Linked DNA regions of Macaca mulatta: region 2 is linked to region 1. Evidence: chromatin contacts called from public Hi-C data. All regions are on one chromosome and are shown on one strand. Each heading gives the region's core, a stretch centred on a gene start, on an enhancer-like site or on the middle of the called end of the contact. The rest is flanking DNA. Distances are from core to core; before and after follow the strand shown. Region 1 has its middle 39 kb from the start of LMOD3. Region 2 has its middle 190 kb from the start of MITF.

The links. Hi-C and Micro-C count contacts between places; a contact is called where the count stands out from the background.
Region 2: a Hi-C map of fetal cortical plate shows a contact between it and region 1, with 6 times the contacts expected there. The contact joins two enhancer-like sites. A contact is called at or near these places in 7 of 14 Hi-C or Micro-C datasets (blood, cortical neurons, fetal cortex germinal zone and 3 more).

The regions. Positions count from the first base shown.
Region 1 is chr2:132,717,386-132,723,408 of T2T-MMU8v2.0, forward strand. No RefSeq gene overlaps it. Among named protein-coding and RNA genes, the nearest start is that of LMOD3, 39 kb to the left of the region's middle. Within about 2 kb of position 3,101, at least 12 of the 40 cell types and tissues checked have an H3K27ac peak or open chromatin away from gene starts, as enhancers often do. A contact at or near this core is called in fetal cortex germinal zone and fetal cortical plate, where this site is marked.
Region 2 is chr2:133,217,455-133,223,477 of T2T-MMU8v2.0, forward strand. No RefSeq gene overlaps it. Among named protein-coding and RNA genes, the nearest start is that of MITF, 190 kb to the right of the region's middle. Within about 2 kb of position 3,252, at least 2 of the 40 cell types and tissues checked have an H3K27ac peak or open chromatin away from gene starts, as enhancers often do. A contact at or near this core is called in fetal cortex germinal zone and fetal cortical plate, where this site is marked.

The sequences.
Region 1 (6,023 bases), core at 1,851-4,350:
ACAACAAATAACATTTGCAGGCCAAACAACACAGGTCACCTAAATAATTTTGTGTATTTTATTCCAAGTCAGGCTTGTCATTTCTCATACCAAAGCATCTCAGCAAAGGCCAGAAAGGGGATTTGGGAAAGCCAAATGAAGCTCACGCTGTCCCTTTGCTTTTAAGCCTAGATAGATACCAAGCCAGTTTTCAATATTTCTTTGGCCCTTGTTACTCTATTAGAGCCATTTACTATTTCTGATCTGTGCTCAGCACAGAAATGGCAGGCCTGATCCAGCAGATCCATAACATTTTGAAATTGTGAGCTCTGTTTATTAAAAATGTCTGGTCGCCTGGGTGATGAGGTGAGGAAGATAGACTGTCAGATAAAATAAAGATATGCATGGGACATTACGAATCCTAACAATGATTTGGTGATGTGCGCCTGTGGTTCCAGCTACTATCCCAAACTCAAATTTAACTGGGAATTTTATTTATTTATTTTTATTTTTTCTAAGAATTAAAGCAAACAATCTATTTTGAAGTAACTCAGATAGGTTTCATTTGTTACATCTAGTTATCTTGAAACACAGTAATCTTGGCCAGGTGGGGTGGCTCACACCTATAATCCCAGCATTTTGGGAGGCCAAGGAGGGTGGATCACATGGGGTCAGAAGTTTGAGCCCAGCCTGGCCAACACGGTGAAGCCCTGTCTCTACTAAAAATACAAAAATTAATTAGGCGTGGTGATGGGTGCCTGTAATCCCAGCTACTCGGGAGGCTGAGGCAGGAGAATTGCTTGAACCCAGGAGGTGGAGGTTGCAGTGGTCCGAGATCGTGCCACTGCACCACTCCAGCCTGGGCGATAGAGCCAGACTTGGTCTCAGGAAAAAAAAAAAAAAGAGAAACACAGTAACCTTGACATAATGGTTGAAGAAAAGGGAGAAGCAATGTAAGCATAAATGCCTGAACATTTTACTATCTTTCATCAATAAACATTACTAGAATGTCATACATTTGAATCCATCCTTTTTCTGAGGAGAACCCTCATTCTATCTTCTGCTTCCTGATATTGAAGCTGGATCTTATTACAAGGGTAGGATGCACTATGGAAAGCATGCCTGATTTTTTTGTTTGTTAGTTTGTTTTTTTGAGATTGAGTTTCACTCTTGTTGCCCAGGCTGGAGTGCAGTGGTGCGATCTCTGCTCACTGCAAACTCTGCCTCCTGGGTTCAAGAAATTCTCCTGCCTCAGCCTCCCAAGTAGCTGGGATTACAGGCATGTGCCACCACGCCCGACTAATTTTGTATTTTTAGTAGAGATGGGGTTTCCCCATGTTGGTCAGGCTGGTCTCGAACTCCCGACCTCAGGAGATCTGCCCACCTCGGCCTCCCATAGTGCTGGGATTACAGGCATGAGCCATCATGCCCGGCCCGTGCCTAAATGTTTTAAACTACGGAAGGAAAGCTACTTCGTCAGTTAAATCTCTGGATTATGCAGACTGACCACTGTGTTATTACATATAACATGGTGAAAAACACTATTATATATGGCTTATTGATAGGTCCACCTCAGTAACGTAGCTAAGCCTTAGATAGTCTGTTAACCACAAAGGCAGGATTTGATGTCAGGTCAAAAATCAGATCCAACTATGACTTTGTGGTTGATGGTTCAGAGAACGCTCTACAACAAAGGGAATGGAGAATGCAGTAAGACAATATCTTTCTAACATTTAATTCAGGGAAAAAGTCATCGCCAGCACAGCTTCACATTAACTGGGCATTTTAAATTTGTATCTGCTCACCTGGCAAATCTAAATACAGCACTGGTAAAATTATACCCTGGAATAGAAAAACTGTAGCCTGAGTCACATGATGAAGGAGAGGTTTGTGTGAGAGAGAAGGGGGAAAGAATGAGCTTTAGAATCATTCTGATTTGGGCTTGATTTCGACTTGATCATGTGACCTTGGGCAGTATGTATGAGCAGTTCCTCCAGGCTTCCTTTCTCCCTCCCATCTGTAAAACGGGCGTCTATTTTACAGATGGGAGAAAGATGTCGCCTCTGGTTATTTAAGATGAAGGGTTAACTCAGTGCAGTGCAGTTCTGAGTCATATTGGCGTCTGAAGCCAAATGAAAAAATCAGTGATACTAAGCTCGTATTTATATAAAATTTTGACTTTTTTCGATTTTATTTATTTTTAAGACAAGGTCTGGCTCTATCACCCAGGTTGGAGTGCAGTGGCATGATTTTGGCTGACTGCAGCCTCAACCTCTCAGGCTCAAGTGATCCTCCCACCAGCATCCTGAGTAGCTGGGATCATATGCGTACATCACCATGCCCAGCTAAATTTTGTGTTTTTTTGTAGAGATGGGGTTTCACCATGTTGCCCAGGCTGATCTCAAACTCCTAGACTCAAGCAATTCACTCACCTCAGCCTCCCAAAGTGCTGGGATTACAGGTGTGAGCTACTGTGCTGGGTTAACATTTTTTTAATCATGGGAAAAAAAATTGCATGAAGTTGGAGTTTTTCAAAAGATTGCATTGAAATATTATTTATCTTGTCAACCAGGTTTGTGGGTGCACTCTCAAAATTTGCACGTGAGCAGGTACCTCACTCATTTAACCCTAAGCCTGGCCTTAGCACTCAATGACTGTTAAGTATTATTAATATTTAATGTTTGTATTTAATTTAATTAATATTTAAATTAAACAATGTTAAATGTTATTAACTCTCTTATATTCCATTTCTTTGTAGTATCCCATTAGAAACAATAAGGACAACAAACACTTATAAGGGCTCACTTTGTCCCAGGCACTGTGCTAAGCTCCTGAAGTACATCATTTTATTGAATCCTTAAAATTCTATGAGATTGTTACAATTATTTCCATTTTATAAAAAGTGGTATTTTTTAAAATTTAAGCTACTTCCCCTAGAAGAAATAGCTAGTAAATGGAGTTGTTGGGCATTAGAAATTAAGTTTTGTTTGTTTTTTTCTGCAGGGCTGCCGAAACTTGTTTGTATACCTCGTGTTGAGTTGAAGTGTGAATTCAGACTGAGCAACTCCTGCCTGCATTAACCCAGACAGGCCTCTAGATGTCCTCATTGACCAAGCTCCAGAATGCTAGGCCAGAGAAAACTACTTTTAGAAAAGGTTTTCTCAGATACTTGTGTAACATGGGAGTGCATATTTATGAGAAATATAGCAGCGTTGAGTGTCCGTGTGAGATGGTGATCATGACTCTAAAAATAGATCCGCTTGCTTATGTGATTTTCTCTGTGAATATTCAGCTCCTTGGCTACAGGTTGATTGCCGGATTTTGACACAGTTCTAAAGGACTGAGATTTTGATTGGCTGCAAATAGATTTGATGGATGGATGGATTCTTGACCAATGTTATGTAGATATGATGGAACCCAAATGTTTGTTTTAAGAACCTTTAAAACTGTGCCCAGTTAGCCAAAATTGTAACACATTTCTAAATAAAGACAAAGAAGAAAGAAAAGGTTTTCTCAGGCGTGTTCTTCCAGGGGAGTTTCTATATATTCTGTGCATGATTACAAACCACACTGGGCCTATCCTAGAAGGTTTTCAGTCTGAAAAAAGGCTCTGGGATTGAGCAGGGCCGACTTCTCTGTGGATGGGAAGGATATGACACCGATTTGCTTAGCCTACAATCAAGGGTTTGGGGTTTCTCAAACATCTATTATTGTCCTACTTGCTTCTGAGCAGGGGGGTGGCAAGCAGGTTTCCCAGGTGTCTTGTATCTACAGGACATGTCCTGTTTTAATTATTTTGTTTGGTGTCTTATATGGATTTTTTTCCAGGATGCCTTAAATGTCCTATATTCAGCTTTTTAAAAAATTAAATTACAAAAATTTGGTGGTTAGAGCTATTTTTCAAATTTAACTGGCCTCCTGTATTTGCATTTGTTAAATCTGACCATCCTACTGGCTGGCTTGTTTGCATTCGTATGAACATAGAAAAGGTAGGGACCTGTCTTTGAGGCAGCAGCAGGGCTGTCCTAGGATGTCGCAAGTGCTTGTCCTAGTCCTGACCATGCAGAAGAGCTGTAGCTGAACTGTTAGGCAAACACCTTGATCAGTCTGATTCCTCAGGTGAGACCTGCATGCAACCTCCCTGAACAATGGACTCCAGAGTGGAACAAATTCATGCTTTTCAAAGTTTCTCTTTTATACATTTGTGAATTGGGATCCAGGCCTGGGTACCTTCTAGCTATGTAACTTGGGCAAACTACTTAACCTTTCTGAGCTTCTGCTTGGAATTAATAATTACAAACTTGCTGTGAAGATTAAATAAAAAAAAAAGTGGTGGGTATGGTGGCTCAAGCCTGTAATCACAACACTTTGGGAGGCCGAGGTGGGAGGATCACTTAAGGCCAGGAGTTTGAGACAAACCTGGCCAACGTGATGAGACCCCATCACTACTAAAAATACAAAAATTAGCCAGGTATGGTGGTGCATGCCTGTAATCCCAGCTACTCGGGAGGCTGAGGTGGGAGAATCACTTGAACCCGAGAGGCAGAAGTTGCGGTGAGCCGAGATCGTGCTACTGCACTCCAGCCTGGGCAACAGAGCAAGCCTCCGTCTCAAAAAAATAAATAAAATAAAATAAACATAAATAAATAAATAAATAAATAGGAAAAAAAGTGTTCCCAGTACCTACAACAGTGCCTGAGACATGAATCAGCCCTCAACGATGAGTTAGTTTAGTGCTGTCATTTCAGTGTTTAAACTAAGGCAGTGCAAATCCTCCAAACATTATCTTAATATTCAACATCTTCTGCCTTTTCTCCCTCAGAAAATAGTTTATATTATGAGTACATTCTAGAGACTTGATGTTATGCTGAGCTGGTTACGTGCCTTATCTTGTTCAGCCCACACAATGTCCTTGTGAGATATGTACTAGAGAGGAAACTGAGGCCCAGGGAAGTCAGGAAACTTCCCGTAGTTCATATAACCAGCCAGTACCAAGGCCAGGAAATATTCAAAGCACAGCAGTCTGTCTCCAGGTCTGCATGACTTCAAAGCCTACATATTTAACCACTACTTTATAAAGATGGGGGTGTCTGCTTAGACACCCACTATCAAGTCCCTGGGAGGCTTCTTCTATGATAATTGAAGGGCTTCTGGAAATGCCCTTCGCAGTATTGGACTGTCAGTATTCTTTCTTTTTTTCTTTTCTTTTTTTTTTTTTAAGATGGAATCTTGCTCTGTTGCCCAGGCTGGAGTACAGTGGCGCGATCTCGGCTCACTGCAAGCTCCGCCTCCCAGATTCATGCCATTCTCCTGCCTCAGCCTCCCAAGTAGCTGGGACTACAGGCATCCAACACCATGCCCAGCTAATTTTGTGTATTTTTTTTTTTTTTCGTAGAGACGGGGTTTCACCGTGTTAGCCAGGATGGTCTCTATCTCCTGACCTTGTGATCCGCCCACCTCGGCCTCCCAAAGTGCTGGGATCACAGGCATGAGCCACTGTGCCCGACCAGTTGTCAGTATCTTGATGAGATCTTTCTCATCATTGCTTTCCAATCCTTAATCTTCTCTTTTTTCTTTTTGGAGACAGGGTTTTACTTTGTCACCGAGGCTGGAGTGCAATGGCGTGATCATAGCTCACTGTAAACTTGAACCCCTGGTCTCTAGTGATCCTCCCATCTCAGCCTCCGGAGTAGTTTAGACTACAGGGGCATGCCACCACACCCAACTCCTTTTCATTATTTTGTAGAGACAGGACCTTGCTATAGTGCCCAGGCTGGTCTCAAACTCCTGGCCTCAAGTGATCTTCCTGCCTTGGCCTCCCAAAGTGTTGGAATTACAGGCTTGGGCCACTGTACCCAGCCCTGATCTTCTTCTAAGGCCATTTTCTTCTGAAAATGAGGAGGGTCACATAGAGAATGGTTTCTCTGGTGAAGTTCTGTGTGTGTTGGGAAGAAGAGGTTAGCTGCTGTGATGCCCCTCTAGTTAACCACATCTCATGTCTTCCAAGTACATTTCTTAAACAAACACCACTGCTCCTTTCCTCC
Region 2 (6,023 bases), core at 2,002-4,501, 500 kb after region 1:
TAGTTTAGGTAAGAGTATCAGAGCAGAGTTCAAAACTATTACTAAAATTAAGAGCTACAGTAAGTGTAATTTGGACTTCCTGTGAATGGACTTACTGGGAATCACTTAATGACTGGCAGCACCTCCTGACCCGCTGCAGTGTAACTCCTTTAATTGGTCTGATGATGTTATTGCTATTATCCTCATTGGGCCTGATTTTCCTGAAGGGAATTGAGCTGTGTGACCTTAGATGAGTTCAGATTTTTACCAACAATCTTCCATTATCAAAAGCAGAAGAAAATGCTTCCTGTGAAATCAAGGGCTTTCAGGTAAATATAAGGGTTTAGAGAGTACATCTTATATTATGTAGTTAATGAGGAACTTAGATAATGTTGAGGTAGATGCTTGATAAACATTCATTCCCATTCACTATTTTTTTATTTTTTTATGCAAGGTCTCATTCTGTCGCCCAGGCTGGAGTACAGTGGCACAATCTTGGCTCACTGCAACCTCTGCCTCCTGGGCTCAAGCAATCCTCCTGCCTCAGCCCCTCAAGTAGCTGGGACTACAAGTGTGAACCACTACACCCGGCTAATTTTTATATTTTTTGTAGAGATAGTGTTTCACCATGTTGCCCAGGATAGTCTTGAACTCATGAGCTCAAAGCGATCTGTCCACCTTGGCCTCCCAAAGTGCGGGATTACAGTCGTGAGCCACCGTGCCCGGCCCTCATTCACTATTTAGGAAAAACTGTTTCATAAGAGAAATCCAGCCCCACTAAATTTATCAAGTTTTATTTGATGGCTGATGTTGTTGAAAATTCTGTTTCATTACTCAGGGAAAGCAAATATTAGGGAGTGAAAAAGGCATTGATTTGGAAATCGGAAACACCTGCTTTTAAGTTTCATTTACTGGGGATGATCTGGAGATATGAGTTTGGAGAAGTAACAGACTACTAAGACTCCAATTCTTCATCTACAAAATGTGGATTTTCAACTCCGCATTATTAAAAGACTCACTGAAATAACCAAGCACATGGGAACACTCAACAGATGGCAACTAGGTATGTGAAGTAAGAGAGTTCCTGCCCTCACAGCACTCACAGTCTTGAGGGAGGAGACAGGAATATGTCAAATACTTGCCAGATTGTCCTCTTGAGAAACATGGGGCATTTATCAACCCATCCAGACCCCAAGGGCATTAACTCCTAGCAGGGTGAGAGATCCACACAGAGTCAGGGAGGCAGCCCTGACACAGAAAGAGGAAGGAGGAGGTGCAAGCTTGGATGCTGCAGGCACTGCAGGCACAAGGCGAGGTTGGGGGTACAAAAAGTCCACTTCAGCTTTGGCTGAAGTCAGACATGGGCTTTGAGGGTGGGAAGCAGGGCATGGTCAGTTTTTTGGTTTTTGGTTTTTTTTTTTTTTTTTTTTTTTGGAGGCAGGATCTCATTATGTTGCTCAGGCTAGCCTTGAACTCCTAACCTCAAGTGATGCTCCTGCCTTAGCCTCCCAAGGAGCTGGAATTAGAGGCCTGCACCACCTTTAAACAGAGATCTGGATGCTAAGAAGGGACCACTTTTGTAAGACCCAGGCAAAAGAGTTCCACGCAGAGGAAACAGCAAAAGGAAAGTGCAAAAAGCCACGAGGCAGAAACAGATGCTGAATTTAAGGTGCAGTGGGAAAGCAGAAGAGTGGAAGAAGACCAGGTCCTCAGCACTTGCTCCTCCCTCTGCCTGAAAAGCTCTTCCCATATCCCCATGGCTGCTTCTTGTGCTCACGGAGACTCAGCCTGACCACCTTACATAAAACTGTTCACCTTACACTGGCCTCCACCATTCTGCTTCCTTACTGTGGATAGCACGTTGAATGTGGTCCCCCAAAAGATATGTCCACATCTTAATCCCTGGAACTTGTGAATGTAATCTTCTTTTGGAAAAAAAAAAAAAAAAAAAGTTTTTGCAGATTAAGCTAAGGATCTCAAAATAAAATCATCTTGGATTAATGAGGTGGCCCTAATGGTCCCATGGCAAGTATCCTTACAAGAGACACAAAGAGGAGAAGGCGATGTGAAGGTGAAGCAGAGATTGGAGTTATGTGGCCAGAAACCAAGAAACAGCTGGAGCCACCAGAAGCTGGAAAAGGCAAGGAAAGAGGGTGCATGGCCCTGATGACTCCCTAATTCAGACTTCTTGCCTCCAGAACTGTGAAAGAATACTTTTCTGTTGCTGTAATCCACCCAGTTTGTGGTAATTCATTACAGCAGCCACAGGACACTAATACACCCTGCCCAACCATGTGACATTATTTGTGTCTTTGATTATTTTCTGGGTCCTCCCACTAGATAATGAGCTTTGCTAGGGCAGGGACTTTGTCCTGGTTGCTGCTTTGTCCCCAGACAAGTGTTGCCATTTTCTACCGATTCTGTCTTTTGAAGTTGCCCTCTTAAATACTAAAGCCAAAGCCAATACCTTCTCCTGCCTTTGTTAACAGAAAGAATATCTGTGCTTCTACTTTTTGGATACAGCTAGGCTCAGAGTGAAATCATATGTCAGGCAGGAAAACAGAAAACGTACTAGGTGTTTTAATAGAGGAGATTTAGTATAGGGTTTTAGTATACAGATGCCGAAGAACTTAAAAAGCAAAAAGTGGGCCGGGGCAGTGGCTCCTGCCTGTAATCCCAGCATTTTGGGAGGCTGAGGCAGGCATATCACCTGAGGTCAGGAGTTCAAGACCAACCTGGCTAATATGGCGCAACCCTGTCTCTACTAAAAATACAAAAATTAGCCTGGCATGATGGCAGGTGCCTGTAATCCCAGCTACTCGGGAGGCTGAGGCACGAAAATCTCTTGAACTCAGGACGTGGAGTCTGCAGTGAGCTGCGATTGTACCACTGCACTCCAGCTTGGGCAACAGAGCAAGACTCTGCCTCAAAAAAAAAAAAAAAAAGCAAAAACTGTAGACACTTAGACAATCCAATTTTCACCCCTAGAGCTGGTGAAACAAAGGGGAAGTTTGAAGTTGTTAGTGTTTTAGGAGCTTAGAAATGAGGGAACAACTCTGTGAGGGCTTCTTTGAGGGGGCCTGAGACTGCTCCTGGAAGGGGCTGGAGCCTGGAGCCAGTTGCTGCTGCTGGGCTGGTGCAACTTCTTAACCAAGCGGGCAGAAGGAAATCCCTTCTCTAAGGCCTCCTACTTCCTTCTCGCTTTTGCTTGACTTCCAAGCTTCCTCTATGCATCCCATTAACTGGATCCAACAGGAAGGCCCCTGACAAAGGCACCTGGGAAATGTAGTTTGTGTGTAACTCGAGGACAGAATACAGAGAGATGGATTTGGAACTCAGAGATAATAGCTTAATAATAAGCATAGTGATCAAGTGTGCTTTTTGGCCTGGCATCAAAAAATAGAACAAAGATGAGTACTTTGCAGGCCTGGGCATACGTGTAATTGTTTAATTAAACATGCTTGTAATTTTTTTGCGTAATGTCTGTATTCCTCATTAGACTTCAAACTTCATAAAGGAGTCTATTGTTTATTTTTCCTTGAGGTATCCCCAGGGTCTAGAACAATGACCACCATGGAGTTGGCACTTATAAAAAGTTGTTCACTGGCTGACTGCTTTTCTGGGTTTTTGTCTCCTTTGATTTAATGTTTCTGGAGGACTGTGCTATCCTTTATGTTATAATGAAAAGTCTTCTTTCCTTGTATAAATATGACATAGCTCTTCTTTTAGTGCTATTATTCCAGAGGCAGGGCGGTGAGTGAAGGAGAAAGTTGGCAGGTGGCCGCTCTGGAGTCTAAATTACCTCATTGTGCTGTCTGCAGCAGACCAATTATTGTCAAATCTCTAATATCTGGTTCTACTTGTTTCATGTTGACATACCCATAGACTTTTTCCAGCAGGCTTTATTTGGGAAATTCCTTACATCATATTTATGAAAATTCAAAACTGATCATTTTTGCTCCTGAAAAATGTGAATATGATTTAGTACATGGCTCTTAGCCAGAGATTATTTTGCTCCCCACAGGCCTTTGGCACTATCTGGAGATATTTTGGGTGGTTGTAAGTGGGGGATGCTGCTGGCATCTAGCAGGTGGAGGCCAGAGATGCTGCTGAGCATCCTCCAATGCACAGGGCAGCCTCCACAACAACAAACTATCTGGCCCAAAATGTCAATAATGCTGAGGTGGAAATATCACGATAGAATTTAAAATGTATTTTTATTCATTCTTCTATTAAAGAAATATAGTGGAGAAAGCATCAGTTTGGAAATACACAAGATTTATTTGACTTTAAATCTTGATTTTTCTCTGCACCAGCTGTATAATCTTAGGGAAGAAATTGCATTAGAAGTTGTCAAAGACTTCAATTTCTCACCTGTAACAGAGAATTAAATCCTGCTTTACTGTATTGTTATGAGGGTTGCAAGAGTTAACCAATGTAAGGTTCCTGACACGTGGCTGCCACTTAATATCTAAAGAAAGCATATATGTTTAAATGCATTTATACTACAAGATTCTACCCCAGAAGCACTTCTTTAGCTTTTTAATTACTTTTTACTCTTAAGGAATAGGAATCTGGAAAACCAAATAAAATGCACATTTCCCAGAGCAAACTTTTCATTAATGGTGTCTAACAAGACCTTAGTCTACACAGTCTGATTTATTTTAAGGACTTTAATTGGAGTCAACACATTCTTGAAAGCAATAATTTTATGAGAATCAGAGTAAGAAGATATTAAAATATGCAAACATGGAGATAATAAAAACAAATGTTTGAAACTGGGATATATCAATGCCATAGTTTGAGACACTTTGTTTGTTTTTTTTGCGATGGAGTTTGGCTCTTGTTGCCCAGGCTGGAGTGCAATGGCATGATCTCAGCTCACTGCAACATCTGCCTCCTGGGTTCAAGTGATTCTTATGCCTCAGCCTCCCCAGTAGCTGGGATTGCAGGCATGCGCCACCACGCCTGACTAATTTTGTATTTTTAGTAGAGATGAGGTTTCTCCATGTTGGTCAGGCTGGTCTCGAACTCCCAACCTCAGGTGATCCGCCTGCCTCGGCCTCCCAAAGTGCTGGGATTACAGGCATGAGCATTAAATGTTAAGAAATTATGTAGCAATTAGATTCAGGCTGAACAAAAAAATCCCTCAAAACATTCACCTTTAGTTTTAAAAGATTATCTTAGCAATACAAAAATGTTCATTTAGGTATACCACAGATTAATTGGGTTTTTTGCTCTTTCTATGGCTTGCCTAAGTGAACATATTTGTAAAAATTTTTTTTTCTAACAATTGAAGTAATGCTAGTTCATTCTAGAAAAACTTGGAAGATACAAAAGAGTAAAAAGAAGAAAATAATAAAAATGACCTTCTAATCCAATAATGTAGAGACAGACACTTAAAATTTCAGCAAATTTCCCTTCTTGTGGTCACTAATAAATATTCCTGGGGGCTGGGGCTACTGCTTCAGATTTATATCAGACTGAGTAAACTCATCGGGTCTATTATAGAGCTTTGCACCCTATCTAGCACAGTTTGGGAATACCTTTCCTGCAAAAATATTTGTTGGCTGATAAAATGGGTCCTCAATTCAATATATGTATAAGGCTATAAAATTATATGAAAATAGTGTATTATCAAAGACTTAAAATCATGTTAGCTTTAATAACTGCTTATATGTTAGATTGTATCATATGAAATTGCCTATGTATAACAATTTTTTTTTTACCAAGGGGACAATTTGATTGCAGCCTCTATTCTATCACAAGCTTTTTGAGCACTGCAGGTGAATTTGTTTCTCTTTTATACCACCTGCAAAGCTTGGGTGAGAACTCTGTAGAAGGAAATGCTTAAACATTGCATCATGAATCCATGTGTGTGCTGCAAAGCACTCCCAAAACCTTTACAAGAAGCCAATAATTCCACAAGATCTTTTGTGTAATTTTATTATCTTGCCTTACATCTAAAAATAGCTATGTTTCTACATTGCTGGTCAAATAATGTAGCCATTGTGGAAAACAGTTTGGCAGTTCTTCATAAATTA